Regions from separate parts of the Anas platyrhynchos genome. Here region 1 is linked to region 2. A link is a contact called in public Hi-C data. All regions are on one chromosome and are shown on one strand. The core of a region is the stretch at or near the end of the contact, and the rest is flanking DNA. Distances in the headings are between cores, read along the strand shown.

Evidence for each region. A called contact is a pair of places that touch in the nucleus more often than the background predicts.
Region 1: a contact with region 2 is called in a Hi-C map of F5 follicle, with 2.0 times the contacts expected there. The contact joins the enhancer-like site here to the promoter of DR1 in region 2. A contact is called at or near these places in 2 of 8 Hi-C or Micro-C datasets (F5 follicle and skeletal muscle).

What each region holds. Positions count from the first base shown.
Region 1 is chr8:8,576,534-8,582,675 of IASCAAS_PekinDuck_T2T, reverse strand. BCAR3 (BCAR3 adaptor protein, NSP family member) reads left to right here. Exons shown (of 12, transcript XM_005026553.6): 6 at 634-734; 7 at 1,813-2,450; 8 at 4,274-4,389; 9 at 5,501-5,672; 10 at 5,810-5,921. Among named protein-coding and RNA genes, the nearest start is that of FNBP1L, 58 kb to the right of the region's middle. Within about 2 kb of position 3,170, at least 5 of the 8 cell types and tissues checked have an H3K27ac peak or open chromatin away from gene starts, as enhancers often do. A contact at or near this core is called in F5 follicle, where this site is marked.
Region 2 is chr8:8,499,382-8,504,918 of IASCAAS_PekinDuck_T2T, reverse strand. DR1 (down-regulator of transcription 1) reads right to left here and starts at 4,227. Exons shown (of 3, transcript XM_005026565.6): 1 at 3,670-4,227. The coding sequence starts at 3,889. It overlaps LOC101801995 (retinol dehydrogenase 8), which reads right to left. Exons shown (of 6, transcript XM_021276937.4): 6 at 4,660-5,043. The coding sequence ends at 4,810. LOC113844270 (a long non-coding RNA gene) reads left to right here and starts at 4,881. Exons shown (of 4, transcript XR_003498710.3): 1 at 4,881-5,009.

The DNA of each region.
Region 1 (6,142 bases), core at 1,921-4,420, 79 kb before region 2:
TAATTGCATTCTGAAAATATCTATGGAAAAACAAGATGCTCATGTGCAGTTCCAGAGGGTTGGCTTTGTCTCTGGTTCTCTATTTGTAGATTGATGCTTTTTGGAGAGAGGGAAGGAATAATTCAGTTGGAGTTCAGGGTGAGAGTAAATGTGGACTCTGGAAGCACAACAGGAGTGCAACATGTTCTTCGGTTGCTTAGCAAATATAGACTAGTATGAACTGAAGAGTTAAAATAAAATTGTGCTCTTGCTGCTTCAGAGAAGTCTTTTTATTTATTTTAGTCTTTTTACTAAATATTTCTGTATTTTCCTGCTGCAATAAAAATACCAAGTATGGGATAATGGCTACTAATTTCAGTGTCCAGATTGAAAGTTCCATTAAAACGTCTCAGCATTCAAAGAAACACCCTCATAAATGCTGGAAGTGCACACAGTATATGGCCCATTTCATTGCTACCATACCAGCATGAAGTACTTTCTGATCTTACAAGTTGCCCAAGTAGAAAGCTGATGATCTCAGCCATGATTAGGCTATGTTCTGTCAGTTAGATTGGTATATTAAGATTGTTGGATATATTGATATATTCGTGTTGTGTGTATTGATGTTTTTGTTTGCATTTTTGTCTACCCTAGAAACAAAGAAAAAAGTGGTAGCCAGCCAGCTAGCTTGGATCATGTTCTGGAGAAAAGATTCCCTTTAAAGACTCACCAGTCGGAGAGCTACCTGCTGATTGGTATGTTTTGTAATTACACGTTTTACACACACAAGCAGTGAGCTCCCAGGTGATCTGTTACACTTCAGACCAGAGTGAGACTGTAGAGTGTTCTAAGTACTGTATATACAGTTAGTACTTATTGGCCTATATAAGCTGAATTAATATACTGATTGCTCTTTCAGTACAGGAACAGGTTCTTTATTTCCAGCGTGCCAGCTAGTTCATTACTTCAGTGTGCAATTCAGCAGGCTTCCACACACAAAAAAATGACAGCTACACTTGGCATTGATATTTGTTTCAACAGTATTTCGTGTCCTTGCTTGTGCTTCACGAGAATTGTCTCACGTCTTTCTAAAGGTCTGTTAAGTAGCATTCACTTCCATGGAAATCCATGTTTCCTTGAGAGCAGTTCCTTGGGAACAAGCAGTAAAGCCACTTAGCTGTAGATACCAGCAAATGCAATGAGAACTGAGATTGGGAATTAGGGTTCAGGTTTGTATGGGATGTTGAGGTTTACGTATGCAATGAATACAGTATGAGGCATAAATATTTAACACAGAAGTATATGAATCTATTTCTTCAGATCTTCAAATCAGCTACTGTTTAGCAAAGAGATGAGCATCCCTGAAATTCATTCCTTCCATACCTTACTACGTGCTCAGGCTTGACTTTGGGAAACTTTCATCTTAAACTTACCATTCTCAGAAATGATTCATCTCTTATGTGGTATGGCTGGAAGTTTCTGTTTTTATAGCATAGATCAAGTTACATAGAAACCTCTTATTCTAAGCCATGGAGGCTCTCCAGCTCTGACATTATAGCCCATGTATGCAGCAGGGACTAGAGTTATTGTCAGCATTACCACAGAATAACATTATAGTGCAGCTGTTCTGTGTATTTGGGATTTTGGGAGGATCAGCAACTGAATGGAATTTGCTGGCTAGCTCTTTCCTCAAAATACAATTTCACATACATTTAATCAGTGAATAATTTACATGAGCGGGCGATTTCCTCAGGAATTGTATATGTTTTGGCCTTCTAAGTCACTGTACCATAAAAATAGTAACTTCTTTTTTCTTTCTGTTTTCTTCTGCAGGTTCAAGACATCCTTCTCAATTACCTGAAGCAGATGCAGACTCCTGTCCAAGCTCTCCTGCATTTAGAACAGGCAGTGAACCTTCTCTAAGCCCAACAGGTGTTCAGAAAGTCACCTCTGAGACACAGGTAGGGGAAGCTCTTAGAGGATCAGACAGTCAGCTCTGTCCAAAGCCTCCACCGAAACCCAGCAAAGCATCCCTGCTAAAGGCCCCAGATTCTCCTGTGGCTTCCCACAGTTCAGATGGACACTATTGTGAACTAAGTCCTGCCAGAGATCCTCCAGCAACAAAACATTTGTGTCAGAAAAACAGCTATGTGGAGCATCTGGCACGAAAGGAGAAGGGAACACACTCATTCAGGAACTCTGAAACAAGTTATCTGATCCTGGATGATGACCCTACAATGAACTCTGCAGATTGTTCAGAAGATTCAACTGAGATGGCTGAAGACAACAGCATGTTTTCTGCACCTCTTTTTGAGACAGTGTCTAGTTTTAAACCAAATGATTTTGAATCCAAACTACTTCCTCCTGAAAACAAGCCATTGGAAACAGCAATGTTAAGAAGAGTGAAGGAGCTTTTCACCAAGAACAATCCAAAGGTTATTGCACAGCATATTCTTAGGATGGACTGCAAGGTAAAAAAAGAAAAAAAAAAAGTAATTTTAGAAAGATTTTTTTCATTATATTTTATATTGTATGAGCTTAGACTTTCCAAACATTGATTTGAAAAGATTAATGTGTAGATTTGCAGCTCGTGTAATAAATTTGTTGACTTGCTTACAGGATTTTTTAGGGTAGGATTTGTTTTTCCATTTGAAGAACAAGGCCAAAAAGTCCTTTGGATTACAGGTGCCTTCCAGCAGCTTTGACTTTAGACTCAAATTCTCAGTGCTCCATACATCTCGTTAATCTCCTGTCAATTGCTGTGGATCTGATTCTCATTTAGCGTTGGCTGCTGCTACATGAGGCTTCAGACACATGGTGACTCAGAAAAACTTGGTGTAGGGGCATGTTAGCTTAGAGCAGGACAGCAGCTCTCCAGGATGCTCATGTACGAAGGGGGAGCCTATGGGTTTGCAGCCTTCCTCCAGTAACCATCTCCTTATTTTAAAATGTGTAAACTTTGGAATGGGGCCAAGGAAACTAGCCTGTAGGTAGTGTGGGAGCCTGTACAATTAGTTAAGAGGCACTGGAGTGTCTTAAAGATCCAGATTTTTGTATTTTAGAGCAGGAACAGTAACTAGCTGGGACAGGTAGAGAGAAGTCTGTATTTTGTCGTCTTCTCGTGGAGCTGAGAGCCAGTGACTTATTCACTGGTGACTTGTTGCATACTATTGCACTGATAAGAGCAGTATGATACAATGAGATTGGCATGCGAACTGGGCCAAAATGAATGCTTTGTACTGAGATCTGTGATAAGGCTGAGATTTGTAGTCCTCCTTGTGGTACCAGGAGCTCAGTTTTCCTCTTCAATAATGGCATTTATATATATATATTATATATATATCATATGTATATAGAAAATTTCATTTGTGAAAGAAGCACCCATTCATTTAGTGATGCAGTGAATGTCTGCCACCTGGATGCCTGAGGAGGGATCTTTGTGAAGTAGTTGCAATCAGGGTGTATCCAAGGGCTTTGTATCACACTCCTGCTTCTCTAGGAGAGAAACAGGTTTCTCAACAGTGCTAGATTTTGCACCAGCAAGGCTTGTTGTGACAGATTGCTTTCATCTTTTCATAACCAAGAAAGCCTGGTGATGGATGTATCAGAAATAACAGGCAGATAGGTCTGTAAATGTGTCGATGTACAGCCCTTAATCCAGCAGATAATCTCTCATTATATTAATTTAGTTTTGCCTGTAATTATCATATCTAATTGTTACAGATATAACCAGTAACTAATGCTGTCTGTTTAGAAAGCAAGGACAAATTGGTGAGGGTGGCAGCTTTCCATACTGACTTCATTAGGCACTCAATGTTGTGTCCTCCCAAAAGTCCTTTTACTGATTAATCCTTATGAGAACCCTCTAGTGTGAACTCAACAATTCTCTGCAATGCTGTATTTTTAGAAATGACGAGAGCAAAGCACACTGTGTAATGTGCAGGTACTTTAAGGCCAAAAAGCAGTACCATGTTGATTAAGCATCAGGACAAGAGAGCACCACATTTCCTGGAGCTTGCATACAAAATTTTTACTGGGTGTGAAAGACATAAATTACAGCATTTAGGTCACACGTTTTTAGTTTTGTGATGAAAAAAGGCCTTCTTATATGATGCACCAACTGTCCGTAAGTTAATTAAGTTGTTCTTAGATGACTATTCTAACATTATACACTCAGCTGTGTGTGTCCTGCTCTAGCCTGGAGTGCCTCTTTGTGGGCAGGTTTGTGGTAGTTCTGTTGTTGTTATTTTAAAAAAAGTTTCAAAACTAAAACACAAATTTTTGCACTTGTCAGGTGGCAAGGATATTGGGAGTTTCTGAAGAAATAAGGAGGCTTATGGGAGTGAACTCTGGTCTTGAACTGATTACCCTGCCTTACGGACACCAACTGCGCCTGGACCTAATTGAAAGGTAAATGTTCCTGTTACACAGGGCCTATGAAGTTGAAGGCATTGCTGCTTTGCACTCAACATCTCCTCAAAGAATGCACTCTTGCAAGGTTTTCTAAATTCATGTGTACAGAAGATAATTTAGTGAGATATTTTATCACTTCTTTGGCAAAAATAAATTCCTTGAGATCATAGGGCAACTCCATCCTGGTAATATAGGGAAAGGCAAATGGTATGGAAAGCAGGGTCCTAGATTTACTGAACATCTTCAGCTCTCATTTAAGCACTTGGATTTTAGGTAAAGTTCAGAGGACCTATGTTCTATCTGAGCATGTGTTTGTGGTATAGAATGAAGATAATATTCTTCTGCAACTGGGGAAAAGGGCAGAAGAACTGCCCTTAAAGTAAAACACAAAAACAATCCAAAAAAAAAAGCCACCAGAGATCAGCAGTTTTCTGTAAAGCCTCTGCACAAGTTAAGGCGTAATAATTAGCATCTTCTATCCTGATCTAGTTTCTCTGATTCAGATTTCAGTAGTTCAGCTGCTGAAATTTAGGGGGAAGATCCCAAGATTTGTGTGGAGGACAACAGGAACTGGGTGGAGCTGTTTTCTACAGGGTTCAGTCATTCATCGCATGACTGAACTGAAAAAGCAGAACTTTGTGTTCAAAACGTGAGGGATAGCCAGCCAGCTAGCATGCTATAAAGTGTGCTTGACATACTCAAGTGTGGAGTGAAATTAAAAGTAACGCATTTGGCTAGTTCAGGCAGTCAGTCATGATCTGTGCTTACTGTTGAGTGGACTTCACAACTACTATCCTACAACACTGGCAGGCCATTAACCAGGTTTTACCTTCCTTGAACAGAGTACCACAAGAGATCTGGCTGCACAATAGTAATTAGTATCTTAGGAGAATGTATTAGAACATAATTTTGGAAAAACATATATTCTGTGTAATGGCACTGCTGCTCTTGGTACAAAGATATTTTTAAGAAGAGCAAATGAGAATGTTTGCTAGGTACAAAATGTTGAAATAAACCTTTGAATTGATCTTCTCTGAATTAATGTATAGCATAATGTATTATTATTTTACTAATTAATAACTAGCAGTACAAATTGTTTCACTTGCAGGCATAATACTATGGCAATAGGAATAGCTGTGGATATCTTGGGTTGCACAGGAAATCTAGAAGACAGAGCCGCAACATTAAACAGGATCATCCAAGTCGCAGTGGAGCTGAAGGACTCGCTGGGGGATTTGTATGCGTTTTCTGCCATTATGAAAGCACTGGAAATGCCACAGGTAAAAATCTGCTTTCACTTTATGTTCCAAAACATGGAGTTGTTTGTTGGTTCATTTTAACTAATTTACACAGTAGCAGTGTTTCTTCTGTGAATTACTGAAGTAAAAAAATGGATATTCCTATTTCATTTGAACAGGTCACTAGGTTAGAACAAACCTGGACCTCTTTAAGACATCATTATACTCAGACTGCCATTATGTATGAAAAGCAGCTGAAGCCGTTTAGCAAAGCTTTGCATGAAGGACAAGGTGAGTGGAAGAGTGAGCAAGAATGATACTGTTTTCTGTTTAGATTTTTACCTCTCCCCACTACCACTTGCAGGTGGAGGGACCTGAGGCAACTGCTGTTTCATAACCATGTATCATAAATTGACTACATGACCTTATACAATGTAGATTAATGAAATAGAATGAAACAATGAAATAGAAGGAAACAGTCTGCCAGCCACACAAGAGCATGTGCTTGTATG
Region 2 (5,537 bases), core at 2,978-5,477:
GTTGTGCAGAACTGGTTAACTAAGCAGCCCATAAATATCAAAGAACTCAATTCTAATACATAAATAGCATATACGTTAAACCATTCAGACTCATCATGATTTTTCTTTTTAGTATAAGAACCCTACAAGTCTAACTCCACCAAGATTAATTATCACAGCAAATACGTAAATGTTTACGAAAAGATCATCCACAGTGATCAGGCTTGGCAGTCTGCTGCAGAGTATGAGCAACAGCCCAACCTGAAGTGACCAGCAAGATGCAGGTTTTAATAGAAGCTTTACATGGAACTTACAGCAGCAAAACTAACAGAGAGAACTTAGTTACACATTGAATATCACACACAAGAAAAAGATCCAGAAGAAAACGTGATATAACCATGATAAAATTGTACAATCGTTCAACATGGTCAAGGTATGAAGAAACATTATAGAACAGAGGTCTGCTGCCTCAAAACTCCAACGGAAGCAAAACAACTTCAGAAATCCCTGTCTTGTTGAAACATCATGGCTTTATGGAGTACATGCATGGCACGAACAAGCACTGCCTTATACCAAGGTGGTACTTGTACGTGCGATAAGTTACTACTTTATCCAAGCTACCATTCCACCAAAATTTAGAATCTTTCTATTTCTAGAGTCTTAAAGACTGTCTAGCCAGATTGCTGAAAATTTGGTATCTTGCAGATGTTAGAATCATCACACCAAATTTAAAGCAGCATCTTTAAGGGGGAAGGGGAAGGAAACATTTACAAACACCAAATCACAACTGTCAACTCTCCAGCTTCCTCCCACTCTTAGAGATTGCAGGAATGTGCAGATCTGATTAATGAGTTAAGCATAATTAGTTCTACATTTGTTTTCAATACAATCAGGTCACTCATACCTGAGATTCTTACTCTTTATGCCCCTTTCAAAAGAAAAATAGCTTCCAATGTGAAATTCCAAACCAAAACAGATTTTTTCATTAAATGCTGAAGTGAACGGTGTCAATAGACTGATGGTCCATGAAGAGAAGAGCCTACCTTCCTGCAACGCAGCGCCTCGTAGACAAAATAATCAAAGTAATCAGCTCCATAAAAATAGCGATCTAACACATTATTTTCAGAACTCAATGGAATTTCAGTTTCTCACAAAGAAATCTGCCGCATCATAACTCTCTGAACTACCAAGTGCAGCTGTTTTCTGTGCCGGGTGGAAGTCCCCAACGGTGAGTTTCAGTAAGAGGCACAAAGACCATCTCTGCTTCAGCCTCACAGCCTTGATGCCTCTGGGCACTCCGCAGGGAAGCAGCTGCACATTTTATCACTAGGAGCGAGTGCCCGGCATAGCCTGAGTCCATCTACAGAGTCAGACCTCCCAAGGGATGCAAGGAGCCTCTGCTTTCCTTTCTCTGTGCTGCTCGTAGGCACTGTGCCAGCCCTGTGTTTGCACTACCACACAATGGAACATGGCATGGACTTCCTCCATCTGAATCAGAAGCTGCTGGCAGGGGGAAGAGCCCTAGCCCAGCCAGTGGCCACACAGCCACTTTCACTAGTGCAAAGGAAGGGGTGGTTTAAGTACCACTGCTGCCAAACCCGTAATTACAGCAACGGAGTTGCAGTTTCACACTACCTCTAACACTGCCCAGCAGCAGGGTGTCACCAGCTGCAAAGGGGTCTCTTTCCCCTTCCTCCTGCCCAGTGAAATACCCTTCCTGCTCACCACCCAGCAACGGCTTGTTTACAGAACAGCCAGATCCATGATCTCACCCAACAGAACGTGGTTCCCGTCCCGCCTCCAGCCCCTCCAAAAGCCACAGGGGCAGTCGGATCAGAGGTTGCTGGAGTCAGCTCCAGGGAGGGTGCAAAGAGACTCCTTTTGGCAGCAGCCAGTTAGCTGCGATGTGATACCCATTAGCCTCACTTCACCTGTAATGGAATTGGCTCACACAGTTAAGAGGACAGAGGCATCCTGATGACCACAAACATATTTCAATTACTGGCTTTGTTAGCATCACTGTCATGAAGCTTCACTAAAAGACAGTCAAAAGAGCAAGTGCCTAGCATGTACGAAGATCAATAAAAGTGCTGAAATGCTGTCCCTATATACAGATCTCTGCTGTTTCCACACCTAACAATCTAGACCCTCATACTTCACAGAAGTACCAGCTGCTAACTGACCAGCACCTGGCACAAGCTAGCAGCACACACACCTCCCCACAGGTGAGGACTGCAGTAAGTCCAGGTACAGTAACTCCCACCTCCAGAAGCACTACAAGAAGGTACTGGAAGAAATTTTCTTCAGCAGTATCTCAATAAAATGGAGAAACCTAGTCTGAAACAAACTTTTACTAAGTCAGATAACACAAAGACACAAGCTCACCAAGATCCTCAGTTGGAAACCACCTGCCGATGATACACACATAGACATTCTGATTTCAGTTTGTCTTCAAAATAAATAAAAAACAATAATCCTCTGACAGCAATAGGTTTTCTAAGAACCACATTTACTGAGCATAAAATACTGCCATACCGGAATTCTTTATTGTGCTCAACCTTAAAGACTACCTCTACCCACATGTTAAGAACTGAGCTCCAAACTTTCAAGGATCACTTGAAAAAACTATCCCTGCATTGAGAAGCATCACACCCAAAGAACATTTCCATGTGCAGGCACCTGCTTGACTCTTCACTCTCTGAGCTTCTGTAACAGAGCTGCTTTGCTAAGCTTCCAGGTATACATCCTTTTTATTTAACATTAAAGCTCACCATATCTTCTTTGCTGTTCATAGCCTTGTCAAGTACTTGAAACACTTCTGGTAAGCAAGCTGATAGGAATCAAATTTTGTTTTGTCTGATTGTTTTAAAACAGGGAATCTAGCAGCCCATTACAAAATGAAACTTTTTTTTTTTTTGACTGACGTGATACCTTCACAGTCCTGGAAATAGCTCTACTGCAAGTACTACAGATTACAGCTCAGCCAGGCAGTGAAATGAAGCACCCTTTCACTATTATTGCTACAAGTTTGTTTGCAGCAGTCCCTGGCTTCAACCATCTTCGCTTAAAAAACAAAGCAAATGGTTTCTGACAAAAGATGCCTGCTGCAGACTTACCCATGAGGGAAGAAAACTCCCTAACTAGGGCAGAAATTAAAGAAAAAGTAAACAAGACACAAAGAGGAAATTTTAATTCAACAATGGGAAATAGAAGGCAACAGCTGAAAAAGATGCAAGGAAATATGTCTCGTTTAAGTGCTCTCTCCATCAGATATGAATTATTAATATTAAATGATCATACTTGGTGGGTAACCCTGGGGAAATATTTTACTCTTTGTAAGGTCCAGACAGGAATGCTCTGGGTTAGAAACCGGACCCCACATATCCAATCGCGTCTCTTTTGTCAGTCTCCAATAACATTCAGTAAGTGCAGGTCTTGCTGTAAAATAAACCTGCACAGCCATTCCAAAACGCAGACCTTATTTCACAGCTACAAAAAAGGTTTATGAAGGCAGTGACTTCTCCCAAAGAATCGCGGACTCCTCTGAATCACTAAACAAGGGCTGATGCCAAGCACGCTCACCACTCACTAGCCACACAGCCAGCCTTCCCTCGCAATGCAAGAAGCCACAGAGGAGAGAGCTGCGCGGGGCCAGGAGCGCCCCGAAGCCCGGCTGCCGCCGGGGCTCACCTTGTATGACGTGCTCGGGGGATATGGTCTTCTTCTCGGACTTGTTGCAGATCTCGTTGGCCTCGGAGGAGATGAGGTGGATGAACTCCGTGCAGCAGTTTACCACCAGCTCCCGGGCGTCGTTCGCCACGCGGACGTTGGGCAGCGTCTCCTTGATCATCTTGTTGATGGCAGCCCGGGGGATGGTCAGGTCGTCGTCGTTCCCCGACGAGGAGGCCATGCTGGCTGCCGCGCTCAGGGGCTCCCCCTCGCCTCCAGCGCGGGGGGACCCGGCGAGGGGCGGCGGGCGGGGAAGGGCCGGGGGCGGCGCTGGGCGAGCGGCGCGCGGCGGGCCGGGAGGCGCGGCGGGGCTCGGGGCTCAGCGCTCCTCCGGCCGCGGCGCCTGCCCCGGCCGCCTCCGCCACATCCTTCGGGGGCCGGCGGCGCCGCCTCAGGAGCGGCCGGCGGGCGGGCGGCCGCAACACCACGCGGGCCCCGCTCCGCTGGGCAGGGCAGGGCCGGGCCGGGCCGAGCTGCGCTGCGCTGCGCGCCCCCGGCTGCGCTCCCCGGCGGCGGCGGCCGGGCCGGTGCTGAGGGCGGCCGCGAGGCGGAAACGCTCTGACTGCGGGCTGCGCGGGGCGGCGCTTCCGCCGGAAGCCGAAGCGCGCTTCCGCCTCCCGCCTCCTCCCGGCCTTCCCGCCCAGCGCCGGAAGCGGCGGCGCCGCGGGGGGCGGGGTCACGTGGGGCGGCCGGGCCGGGCCGGGGGCTGAGGGGAGCGGCACGTGACGCGGACAGGGGGGCGCCGGGGAGGGGCCCGGAACGAGCGCGGGGCTGCGGCTGCGGGGCTGCTGCAGGAACAGGCAGGCAGTGACCCACACACAGCACAGTGTCAGCAGTGAAGAAGCACGGGTTATTTTTTGTATGTATATATTATATTCCGTATATTAAATACTTGAGAACCAGTCAGTGCTTGTTTCCATGAAAACACATCTCTATAAAGCAGACTAAACCTAGAGTTAAGAGGATTTTAATTTTAAGGTCTGGCAAACTAAAGTTGAAGATACATGCATTGAGGTTAATATCTTGGAGCTTACATCAAATCATAAGCCATTTAACAAAATAGTAACTGCAACCAATGTTCCAGTTTACACAATCTCGTGCTTATTGTGAGGGTTTTCCTAGGTCAAAGCTCTTTCTGCTTCTCCACCTTAGCAATTTGATAAAGTTAAGACTTGCACTGAAGATTTTGTCATGATGAAAAACCATTTTGTAGAATATATCAATGGGTAGATCTCCATTTGGATCTGCGTATTTGAGAGTTGTCATCGGCGTGTACAAGGTGTTGGTCTGATGGCGAAAAGGTGGGTTTTCTGCAAGAATTATCTTTACTGTGTGCTGTCAAGAAAGAAAAATGAGATCTTTAAAGAACCCTTACCAAAATAGTAAGTTGAACATTTAGTTTTCAACTAAGGAGAGGAAAAGTGGAAGAATAAAGTTTTAGAACTGTGTAAAATGCTGCATGTAGTTTTATGAAAATGTCATTACATTTTTTTTTCTTAAAATAATGTTAAAGCCAGAAGTACTTATTCACGGTCCTAATTCTGTTCATCTACAGCATGATGATAGCACTTTACACTTAAGTATCCTGCATAGTCCTCCAAAGTTATCCCTGTGGGCCCACAATAGGTGGATACTTTCTCTTACTGTTGACTGGAAAAGGATCAGAACAGTGCGCTTTGCAGCAAGATAGGGAAGCTTCAGGTGACACTTGAAGCTCCTCAGTAGTAGCCAGCACCTGAAATTGTTGTCCCCTTCCTGCAGACAGCCCTAAACACCAGGAACTATGTCCAGGTATTTTCTATTATGCCTTGGTGTTGTACGGTAGCCAA